Linked DNA regions of Capsicum annuum: region 1 is linked to region 2. A link is a contact called in public Hi-C data. All regions are on one chromosome and are shown on one strand. Each heading gives the region's core, a stretch centred on a gene start, on an enhancer-like site or on the middle of the called end of the contact. The rest is flanking DNA. Distances are from core to core; before and after follow the strand shown.

What was found. Hi-C and Micro-C count contacts between places; a contact is called where the count stands out from the background.
Region 1: a Hi-C map of leaf shows a contact between it and region 2, with 6 times the contacts expected there. The contact joins the promoter of LOC107862283 here to the promoter of LOC107862333 in region 2. A contact is called at or near these places in 3 of 5 Hi-C or Micro-C datasets (bud and leaf).

What each region holds. Positions count from the first base shown.
Region 1 is chr3:253,614,084-253,619,993 of UCD10Xv1.1, forward strand. LOC107862283 (chaperone protein ClpB1) reads right to left here and starts at 4,627. Exons shown (of 7, transcript XM_016707799.2): 1 at 4,488-4,627; 2 at 3,125-4,306; 3 at 2,861-3,042; 4 at 2,152-2,774; 5 at 1,766-2,045; 6 at 1,455-1,652; 7 at 1,010-1,371. The coding sequence starts at 4,280. The coding sequence ends at 1,156. It overlaps LOC107862281 (chaperone protein ClpB1), which reads right to left. Exons shown (of 7, transcript XM_016707798.2): 5 at 5,579-5,858; 6 at 5,284-5,481; 7 at 4,687-5,199. The coding sequence ends at 4,900. It also overlaps the pseudogene LOC107864805.
Region 2 is chr3:252,621,140-252,627,165 of UCD10Xv1.1, forward strand. LOC107862333 (PLASMODESMATA CALLOSE-BINDING PROTEIN 3) reads left to right here and starts at 4,125. Exons shown (of 4, transcript XM_016707869.2): 1 at 4,125-4,513; 2 at 5,091-5,327; 3 at 5,498-5,531. The coding sequence starts at 4,462. It overlaps LOC107862334 (flavonoid 3'-monooxygenase), which reads left to right. Exons shown (of 3, transcript XM_016707872.2): 3 at 1,325-2,257. The coding sequence ends at 1,966.

The sequences.
Region 1 (5,910 bases), core at 3,377-5,876, 990 kb after region 2:
TACATCTAATATTTAAATATCTATAAAGGATGCTTTAAATGTTCCTCCCCAACCAACAACAAATTGGCCTTCTTCGTTTTCGCCAATTCAGTGCTTTATTTGTGGAGTCGATCAAAAGGATTTCCCCTAGCTGGTTGATATCAGTTACTGAATCACTAATGGCTGAAGGAAGTAAAAAAGTCTGAGAGTCTCTCAAAGCTCGCTTGAGAAATGGGGAAACTCTCTACGGCATTTTCCTCCTCAGTTTCTCTCCAACCTTGGCCGAGATCGCAGGACTAGCCGGTTACGACTTTGCTGTAGTGGATATGGAACACGGTTATGGCGGTATCTCCGATGCACTCCCTTGTCTTCGGGCCGAAAACTCTTTCTACTTGGGCTAAAAAAGCACTTGATCTTGGCCCGCAAGGCATCATGTTTCCAATGATTGATGGCCCGAATGCAGCCCGAAATGCTGTTTCTTATTGTCGTTACCCGCCAAATGGCGTGCGTGGATGCGCTCATTCGGTTATTCGGGCTTCGGGCTACGGGATCGATCAAGGATATATATTAGTAATTACGAGGATGACTTGTTGATCATGTGTCAAGTGGAATGTGTAGACGGGGTGAAGAATATTGAGGACATTGCGGCAGTTGAAAGAGTTGATTGTATTCAAATGGGTCCATTGGATTTGAGTAGTGTGAGTTTAGGGTACTTACGCGATCCGGGGAATGAGAAGGTGATGGAGGTGACGAATGCAGCTGAGAAGAGCACGTTGAAGATGAAACCAGTTGATGGTGGGGCGTATTTATCTGGAGTTGCAATGCCTCATGATAGTCGTGAGAATTTGGTATCAAGAGGGTACCATATGGTTTTAGGAGCAATTGATATTGCGATGTTTAGAAAAGCGGCCGTGGAGGATGTCAACAAGTTTAAGATGAGTTTCGTTAAAGGATCTGATGATGATGATGATAACGATCAAAAAGATGGTGAAGATCTTTTGAGCTACTTATGCAATACAGTAAGAAGAAGTTGGATGAATCGAGATAATTCTTCAAACTCAATAATTGCAAGAAGAAAATCCCAGAAATAAAAAGGATTGTTTTTCAGAAAATCTGAGAAATACAACTCTAGGTATTTTCGAATTCATAAAGCAACAAAAACACAATAAAATACATTCACTTGTTGAAGATCAGTACATCTGATTTTTGGCCAGTGGTAGCATTCACAAGCCCTCCATTTTTCATCACCCTGTAAGATAGATCTTTCGCGCCTGGTCTAGCATCTACATATACGGTCGAGTTCTCATCGATTTCCTCCTTCACAAGCATCTTCGATAACTCTGTTACAACTTTTTTCTCCAACCACCTCCTAATAGGCCTTGCACCGTACACCTGAATGTCATTCATAACAAAAGTTAGTACATTGTCTCGTTACCATGAATTATCGAGTTAAAATACAAGATGTTAGCACTTACCGGATCATAACTCTGAGCAAGTATGACATCTAATGCAGCCTCAGTAACGCCCAAGGCAATGCCCCTCTCAGCTAAACGGCCTGCCACATCTTTCAGTTGGTGACGGCAGACTTGCCTCAACTGCTCGTGTGACAACGGATCAAACACAACAATCTCATCAAGCCGATTCAACAACTCTGGCTTAAACTGCTTCCTCACCTGTGACAAAAAGAACATGTGTGAACACACGTTGTTCTAATTAACAATGTAAAAAGAACTGCACAAGCAAACACTCTTGAGAAATGTGCTGCAAATAGGATGTTGCAACATACCTCCTGCATGACCATTTCGCGAGCCTTCTCCATGGTACACTTGCCCATTAATCCTGACAAGAGATACTCCGCTCCCAAATTTGAGGTCATGATGATCACTGTGTTGGTGAAATCAACAGTACGACCTTGACCATCAGTTAATCTTCCATCGTCCAACACTTGAAGCAAGGCATTGAACACGGTGGGATGAGCCTTTTCCACTTCATCAAAAAGCACAACACTGTAAGGGCGCCTCCTTACAGCTTCGGTAAGTTGTCCTCCTTCCTCATGTCCAATATAACTGCAGAAACAGAACAAATTCAGAATTCATTACTCTGAGACATAAAAACTAGTAATTACGAAAGGGCGAGTCATTCTATTATCTTGTAATGTTAAAGGGTCCTTACCCTGGTGGAGCACCGATCAAACGGGCAACAGAATGCGATTCCATATATTCAGACATGTCAATTCTGACCATCAACTTGTCATCATCAAAGAGCTGCTCAGCAAGAGCTTTAGCAAGTTCAGTCTTTCCAACACCAGTTGGCCCCAAGAAAAGGAACGAACCAGTTGGTTGTTGTGGCCTTCCTAATCCAGCTCTAGACCTTAACACGGCCTCGGCAACTGCTCTGACTGCATGATCCTGTCCCACGACTCTTTGGTGCAATCTATTGGCGAGACCAATCAACTTGTCTTTCTCATTCTGACCAAGCCTTGAGACAGGAATACCAGTCCAGCGACTAACTACTTCTGCGATCTGATCAGGTCCAACAGTCTCTGTTAACATTGTAGTCTCGTATGTGCTACTCTCAAGCTTTGTTATTGCAGATTCCACTTCTTGGATTGCACCATATCTAAGATCTGCTGCTCTAGCAAGATCATATCTCCTTTCAGCTTCTTGTAAAGCATACATCAGTTCATCACGCTTTCGCTTAAGCCTGCGAAGCTCATCAATACGTTCCTTCTCTTTCTTATACCTCATCATCAGAGGCTGAAGTTTATCCCTCAAATCATCAATCTCTTTTCTCACCTGAACAGTAATTATGTTATTCATACACATTCCCTACACAGGTTTTAGAATAATAGGTAAAAGCATTTCTGAGATATAACACTTACTTCAACAAGTCGAGCTTTGCTAGCTTTATCTTTTTCCTTTTCAAGAGCATGATGCTCAACTTCTAGTTGAATCCTCTTCCTTTCAAGATTATCAATTTCTTCTGGTTGACTATCAAGTTGAACTCTCACATTTGCACAAGCCTCATCAACTAGATCAATAGCCTTATCTGGTAAATGTCGACCTGAAGCAAAATTCAAAGATTAGTTATCCTTCTATCTAATATATCTACTAATAATAGCGACTATTCAAGAAAAAGTTCATACCTGTAATGTACCGAGACGAAAGCTGGGCTGCAATCACAAGAGCCCTATCTTGAATTTTGACACCATGATGGCCTTCATACTTCTCCTTTAACCCTCGAAGGATACTTATAGTGTCAGGAACACTAGGCTCAGGGACGTATACCTGCTGGAAACGCCTTTCAAATGCAGCGTCCTTCTCCACATACTTCCTGTACTCTTCCAGAGTTGTTGCACCAATAAACCTTAATTGACCCCTAGCAAGCATTGGCTTGAGCAAGTTAGCAGCATCCATTGTTGACCCCTCAGTCCGACCAGCACCTAAAACCAAGTGTATCTCATCAATAAAGAGAATAATTTTCCCTTCTGCATCTTCCACTTCCTTCAGAACAGCCTTCAACCGATCCTCAAATTCACCCCGGTATTTTGTTCCAGCAACTAATGCTCCCATATCCAATGCAATAAGCCTAATATCAGCCAAATTACTTGGTACATCGCCTCGAACAATCCTTTGTGCTAGCCCTTCAACTACTGCTGTTTTACCAACACCAGGCTCTCCAATAAGTACCGGATTGTTCTTTGTTCTCCTCGATAAAATCCGAATCACTCTTCGGATTTCTTCATCCCTACCGATCACAGGATCAAGTTTTCCCGCTTGTTCCACAAGATCACGACCATATGTCTTAAGTGCTTGAAATGTAGTGTCCCCTGTAGCACTTTCCACTTTCTTACCATCTTTTCCTCTAAGTTTCTCAATTTCCGATTTCATTCTTGCTGCACCAAGACCCGCATGATTCAAAAGATCAACAATTTGTGAGTCTTCCAAAAGGCCTAAAATCAACAAATCAATTGCCAAATGGCTATCACCACGTGACTTCTGCAACGATTGTGCTCGTCGTAGCACTTTAGCAAGCGACGTGCTTGCTGGAGCTTGATCAGGTGGAGGTGTCTGAGATGGGATTTTCTTCTTAGCTTGATTGAATACCCTTTCAACTCCATTAGCTGTATCTTCGCTTCCAGCAGCATTAACAATTGCTTGACAGAAAATACCATTGTGATCAGATATTAAAGCTACAGCCATATGCAAAGGTGTTAACTGAGCATGTCCTGCTGACACAGCCAGTTCATGTGCCTCAGCAATAGCCTCATTGGTCTTGTTGGTAAACTTTTCAGGATTCATGATGAATTACACCGTCTTTCAACAAACTGCAACAATAGAACAAACAATGAGAAACCAATTAGTGTTTCAATACATGGGATAATATATTGGAGAGTTAGCTAGCTGCAAGTGACATTTATTTATAGATACAGTATATTTTAATGCAAGTACATGATACATGATAAAATAACTTGGCCACGTTACATTGACTTTACTTCCATATTATACCTTTGTTTTACTAAGTCGCCTCCGAAATAACAAGCTGTTAGCCATTGACTACACACTATAATGGCGCCGAGCATCTTTGTATTCACAAGCCAACTGTATTGAGCTTCTTGGTCGAAGTTTCAGTTGACTATAAAATTTGCCATATTAAAATATTCATTGCAAAAAGGGTGCTTTGACCCTAGCAGGAAGAAAAACCCAATGCAAGAAGAAAAAGATAATATCCAGAGGATCTGAGAAATACAATTCTATTTAAAACATTCTCAAATTCAAAAAGCAACACAACACAATCAACAGGACTTGTGAACCCATATATTCACTTCTTGTAGGTGTAAAACTGGACAACAACCCTTGAGGGGTTAAAACAAAATTAACAAGTCATTATGTTCATCTTTGACGGAGTAATTCAACCTCTTTAATCTGCCATTTCATCATCATCGTCATCTATTTCTTCAATCCTCATTTTCTTCACAGCTTGAGCAGCATCACTTCTCGGCCCATTAGGTAGCTGAATCAGTACATCAGATTTTTGGCCAGTAGCAGCATTGACAAGCCCTCCATTTTTCTCCACCCTGTAAGTTAGATCTTTCCCGCCGGCTCCAGCATCAATGTACACAGTTGAATTCTCATCAATTTCTTCCTTCACAAGCATCTTCGATAACTCTGTTACAACTTTCTTCTCCAACCACCTTCTAATAGGCCTCGCACCATAAACCTGAAAATGATTCGTAACAAAAGTTAGTCCGCCTACTCATCAGAATAGTTTTTAAATTATACAATACCAGACATTAGCACTTACAGGATCATAACTCTGAGCAAGTATGACATCCAACGCTGCCTCAGTAACACCCAGGGCAATACCCCTCTCAGCTAAACGGCCTGCCACATCTTTCAGCTGGTGACGGCAGACTTGCCTCAACTGCTCGTGTGACAAAGGATCAAACACTACAACCTCATCAAGTCGATTCAGCAACTCTGGCTTAAACTGCTTCCTCACCTGTCACAAAACATGTGGAGTGAGAATCTGTTGTTCTAATTAATTAACAATGTAAACAGCGTCAAAAATTTGCAGTAATTAGGACATGCTAACATACCTCCTGCATGACCATTTCGTGAGCCTTCTCCATGGCGCACTGACCCATTAATCCTGACAAGAGATACTCCGCTCCCAAATTTGAGGTCATGATGATCACAGTGTTGGTAAAATCAACGGTACGACCTTGACCATCAGTTAATCTTCCATCGTCCAACACTTGAAGCAAGGTATTAAACACAGTAGGATGAGCTTTTTCCACTTCGTCAAAAAGCACAACACTGTAAGGACGCCTCCTTACCGCTTCGGTAAGTTGTCCTCCTTCCTCATGTCCAACATATCTGCACATATAGAAAATATTCAGCGTTCCAATACATAAAACTAGTAATTATC
Region 2 (6,026 bases), core at 2,875-5,374:
TTCAACCCTCGAATGTCTACGTTAGGTAGTACTGAATACTCCTTTTTGTTCTATTTTATTCGTCCCAATTTGGTATTACATATTGATTAAGAAAAATAATTAATAATATGACTATTTTATCGTAGTATTCCTATAAATGATGTTTACATTTTAATTTGAAGATAAAATAACTAATATTAAGGGCAAAAAAGAAAATAAAAATTGTTTTGTCTTGATTAGTGAAAAATGACAAGTAAAATGAGAAATCAAATTAAAAAAATTGAAACATATAAAATTGGGCGGAGGGAGTATTAAATACAAATCTTTTCATGATGTAAAAGATAATAGTATCACATCAGAATTTGGAAAATACGTAATTTTAAAAGCATTCCACCATCTCGTCCCCAGAAATAAATTTTAGTTTGCCTTGGGTAATTTTGCCCGGGCTAGCCAAAGGGTCGAACCATTAAGGAGTCTTTTGGTTAGACATGTAATTATATTGAGATTAATTATATTGGGATAAGTTATAATATGATAAATTATATAGAAATTATTTATTTTTGTACCTTACACCAAACGGCCGCTAAGGGATTTAGGTTCCCAAACTTTAGGGACGTAAGGCTGCTTATAGAACACTTTATGACAGGATGTTTTTTTATTACGAGGTTGAATCCAGAATCTCTAGTTAAGAAATGATGAGATTCAATTTTTACATACAGTTGATTTATAGGTTAATTTTTTATTTAAAAAATATTGAACATAAAAGATAAAGTCTTTCATTAAAGTTGGCTTGAGTCTACCAATCTATTTAACTGCCCTTAATTTTGTCCTATCCTTCCCTATTAAAATAAAGAGAACAAGGGGTTGTTGAAATGAATTGTGCTGACAGCCACCCCCAACCTTAAAATTTTGTTGTACGTATTTGTTGATGAAGACATGATGAAGACAAGTTCATAATTATGAATTGCGTGACTTTGAAAAGGAACTACTATGTTTAATAGTCGAACTGGTACTTGTGGTTGCGATTGAGATAGCTCAGGAATACTTCGTACCACCAGCATTTAATAGGATTTTCAACATAGATTTTTTAGTTGAAAAAAAAAAAAATGATATTTGAAGGTTGAAATTGTGTATGAATTTATACATTTCATTTGAAAAAAAATTGACGTTCTGTGAGTGAAATTTTTTCACTTCGATTACTTCTTCAATATGAAAAATTCATCTCAAAAGATAACACAAAAAATTATTGCAATGCATAATCAAAGAATGTTTTTAAAACAATGCGAAGAAAAAAAAAAAAGTCATATTCAGATGGGTCCTTAATATTTTTTGTGAATTACTGCAGAACTTGTTTGTAGCTGGCACAGATACTTCATCTAGCACTGTGGAATGGGCCATTGCAGAGCTTATTCGCAATCCAAGAATAATGGCCCAAGCCCAACAGGAGATCGACAAAGAGGTTGGAAGGAACCGGCTCGTCACGGAATCTGACCTGACCCAATTGCCTTATTTGGAAGCAATAGTCAAGGAAACCTTTAGGCTTCATCCATCAACTCCTCTCTCTCTACCTAGAATTGCATCCGAGAGCTGTGAGATCAATGGCTATTTCATTCCAAAAGGCTCGACACTTCTTGTCAACGTTTGGGCCATTGCTCGTGATCCAAATGAATGGTCTGACCCGTTGGAGTTTAGGCCTGAGAGATTCTTGCCGGGAGGCGAGAAGCCCAAAGTTGATGTGAAAGGAAATGACTTTGAAGTAATTCCATTTGGCGCTGGACGAAGAATATGTGCTGGAATAAGTTTGGGTATACGCATGGTCCAGTTGATGACTGCAACTTTGGTCCATTCGTTTAACTGGGCTTTGCCGAGTGGACAATTGCCAGAGAAGCTAAACATGGAGGAAGCATATGGGCTGACATTACAACGGGCTGATCCATTGGTGGTGAACCCAAGCCCGAGGTTAGAAGCCCAAGTATATGTAGGGTGAACAGCCCAATTAGCAGATGACATGTTGGCTGAATGTAAAATTAGTTTGTATTGAAAGATCAATGGTTGTCAGTAAGAATATGGTGTTGTGTCTTTTTTCTTGCTATGGTCAATAATGAATTTTGCGACCTGAAATCCTTTCTTGCATTGTAATATGGTGAATTTAGTACTTGTCACTGTACTTACAATAACAACAATATGTGTAATCGCACAAATGAAATCATTGTATTTGCTCATACAAATTGAGTATTGTCTTTGGTAGTGGTATGTAAAAAGGTTTCATTAAAGTCAATTCAGCTTTTGTATTACTCTATTTTCCCAAACGAATATGTAATTGACCACAGCTAATATGGGATTAAAACGTAGTCCCGATATTTGTCCAGCCAAGTTTTGGCACGTTACTGTAAATGTTGATTGTGATATCAATGTGGCCGAGTGTTTTGGCTGAACTCATTAGCTTTGGTCCAAATTTTATATTTATCTTAAATTTTCATTGAATATGTAAAAACTATAAAATTTATAACACAATGATTTAAGACTATTAGAATTCTCAACTCATAAGCTTCAAATTCTGACTTCACGTCAGTAATCCCGTGGACGGCACGAGAGAGGACTTCAACTAACGATATATTGCACTGGTCTAGGGGAGAACAATGAAACTGCAGTAGTGTATCTCTTGAATTTCTATCAATAAGGACCTCCTCTTGTATCCAAAATCCGAATACATAATTTGCAACACCAAAAGTTCTATCATTGGAAAACAATATACTCCTAGTCTACAAATTAAATACCCATTCTTTCGAAAAAATTTATTATGGGCCTCACATATCATGTAATTGTTGTGTGAGGCATCTATTTTTTGACAAGTGGAATTTTTGGGTCCCACCTGAACAATTTTCTTCATATTCTTTTACCTCTTCTTCATATTCTTTTACCTTTTCAATGTGATTTATTTTTTTGGCAATTTTTTTATTTTGCTCTTTTCGTTTGGATTATTTACTGTTTTCTTTGTTTTTCTTTCTTTACATTTTATTTTTAATTCTTTTCGTGGTCCTGACGCTAAATAGTTTGAAAATTTTTTTTCCCCCTAATTCTTATTTGCAGATTTTTTTAATCAAATCAAATTTAAAAGTATATTTTTTATTTTAATTTATTGTTGTTACTATATTTTAAGTCTATTTTTTTTTTAAAATGCCTCTTTCATTTTTCAAAAATATTTTAATTTCAACTTTTCACATGACATATTTTTACGAAAATTAAAAAATCTTTTAAAAATATTCCACATATTTCAATTTAAGATCAATTAAAAGATATTTTAATTTATTTTTTATTGTCTATTAATATTAATGACGGGACAATTCTAAAGTTGTAAGAAAAAAAATTAATATTTCAGTTTATTTAGTATTCAACCTATCTAAATTCGATCTAATTTTGCTATACAAGAGATTTCCTTAATAATAAAAACATATAGGATGATTTTTTATTTTTAAATATTAGAGACTCCTTTAATAATATTGAATCATAACAAATAATATCATATAAACTCAGGAAGAATAGATTTACCACTTATGAAATTCAATTTTAAATTTTTAATATCCAAATTTTCCTGCACCTACTGAAAAAAAGACATAATAAAAATTAGAAATTGTTATCATGGTGAGTGATCAAAGAACTTAATTCTTTTACAAGTATGTGAAATAAGAAATAAGAGAAAATAAAAAAGAAGTTTATTTACTATCGTAATATGGGAAAAATAATTTTAAAAAATGGATAAAAAAGAAAAATTAAAGAAAATAGTACATGCAAATTAACCCCAAAAGAGGGAAAGCAAAGAATTATTTGTCCCCCCAAAAAGTTATTTCACTTTATAAATTGAATTTATTTTCAATTTATGTGAGAGAATGAGATGAAAAAAACTTACTTTCACTTTCCAAATATAATTTTAAATATTATTTGTAATTATTAGGGTCAAACAGTACTATTTTTACTAAAGTGAAATAATTTATTTTAAAATTTATCATGATCAAACATGAGAAAAAAATAAAGCCTTGAAAAGACAAGAATTCAAGGAAATAAAAGAGGAAAAGAGAGTGCTACAGTGGATCCCACAAAAACACTTGTCACACATATAAGGTGCCCTCACACAACTTATGTTGGTTGGACCTCAACCAGGATAAAATTTTCCCATTCTTCCTTACAAGTTGCTACATTGGGAAAAAAAAAAAAAAAAAAAGGTGGTTGAGGCTCAATGCACTATAGCCTCAATTTTATTTTTTTTGGAAAAAAAGGTAAGGCCACCAAGTGGGGTCACAGCTCTAAATCCTCATCACTGTATCACCTTTGTTGTATTTTTGTGTATGAAAAATCCAGTCACTTTGCCCAACACAGAGCACTCCTCAGTCCTCACCCTTTTCACACTCACAAATAACCAACATTAGTGTGTTTTATCTTCTGCACCTTTCTTCATCCCCAGCCTCTGTTTATCCTCATCTTATCATGTCTGCTTTTGTATTTGCACTCCTCCTTTTGGCCATGGCCGGCCACTCAAGTAAGTTCCTTTATTTTTCCTTGTCTTAAATTCAACGGTGGATCCACACGAGAATTCAATAGCTTTTGTTCGGACTACTCCGTACTATTTTTGAATATCTAGTAGTATATATTGACTGTGAATGTGGTTATTATTGTGTACATTAACTTGAGCTGTCATATGAACTCATAAACTTTGAACTCTGGATCAGTCTCTACCCTGTTATTGTCTGCCTTTAGACACTGATATCCACCTTTTTGTTCTTTCTATATTTGCAAAATTATCTCTGTTTTCGAGCTGCAACTTCATTTTTCTTACCTTCTCATTTAAAAACAAGACCTTGTAATAATTAAGTTGCCGTTTGTCCATGAATATTGTTTTACTGTTTCCTCGGAGCATATCTTTGGAAATTAAAATTTAAGTTGATCTGAAATTTGGAAAATACCAAAATGTTGTTTTAAATTCAAGTCATTCACAAAATTTTTAAAGTGACTAAACACAACTCTAATTTTCAAATATCATTTTTCACGGACAAATGGGCTACAAGTATATGGTCACCAAATTTTGCTCTTCATTGATATTTCTGTGTGAATGGTAGATGCTGCATGGTGCGCTTGCAAAGGATTGAGTGATTCAGTGTTGCAAAAGACACTGGACTATGCTTGTGGAGCCGGGGCGGATTGCAACCCGATCCATCAAAACGGACCTTGTTTTAACCCGAATAGCGTAAGAGCTCACTGCAATTTTGCTGTAAACAGCTATTTCCAGAAGAAGGGCCAAGCTGCCGGGTCATGTGATTTTTCTGGCACCGCCACTGTTACCGCAACTGACCCCAGTAAGCAAGCAAAAATCAGTCAAGTTATTTCACCATACACTCTGTATGTAGGACCTCTAGTACATAAGTGTAGTAAGGAGTAGTATTATTTTTGAGATAATTATTTTGGTGGTGACTGGTTATAAATGTTGCTCATGCATCTTCTTTTTTTTGGGATCCTACTACTACAGGCCCAGCTGGCTGTGTTTATCCTGCTACTGCAAGGTACTGAATCTTCACTTTACAGGTCCTCCATAACTTTCCTAATAAAATTTTACACTATTAGATGAATCTATTTAAACTGTAATTACATCTTGAAAATATAATATAGGGTATTATATATATGTAGTAGTGGAGCAAGGTTATGGGTAACTAGAGTTCAAAATATGAAAAGGTTAACATTTTCGCCCTTGATATAACTTGGTACATGTTGATATGTACTAGTGGAAGATCTCTTCATTGTTAATTTAGATAGGTGAAAAATTCTTATTCTGATTGCGGACATTAATTAGTGTTGTAAATAGTTAAATCATTTACATATTCAAGGCGTCCATGCACGAAATTTAACAACTCAGAGGGGTAGAGTTTGTCGAAAATAATGTATCTATCTTCAGCAGCAGATAGGAATAAGACTGAGTACACTATCCTCGCTAGATTTCCCTGGTGAGACTACAATGTTATTGTAAAGGGGTGTGCTGGTTGTTCTTTCTTGTGATAGCT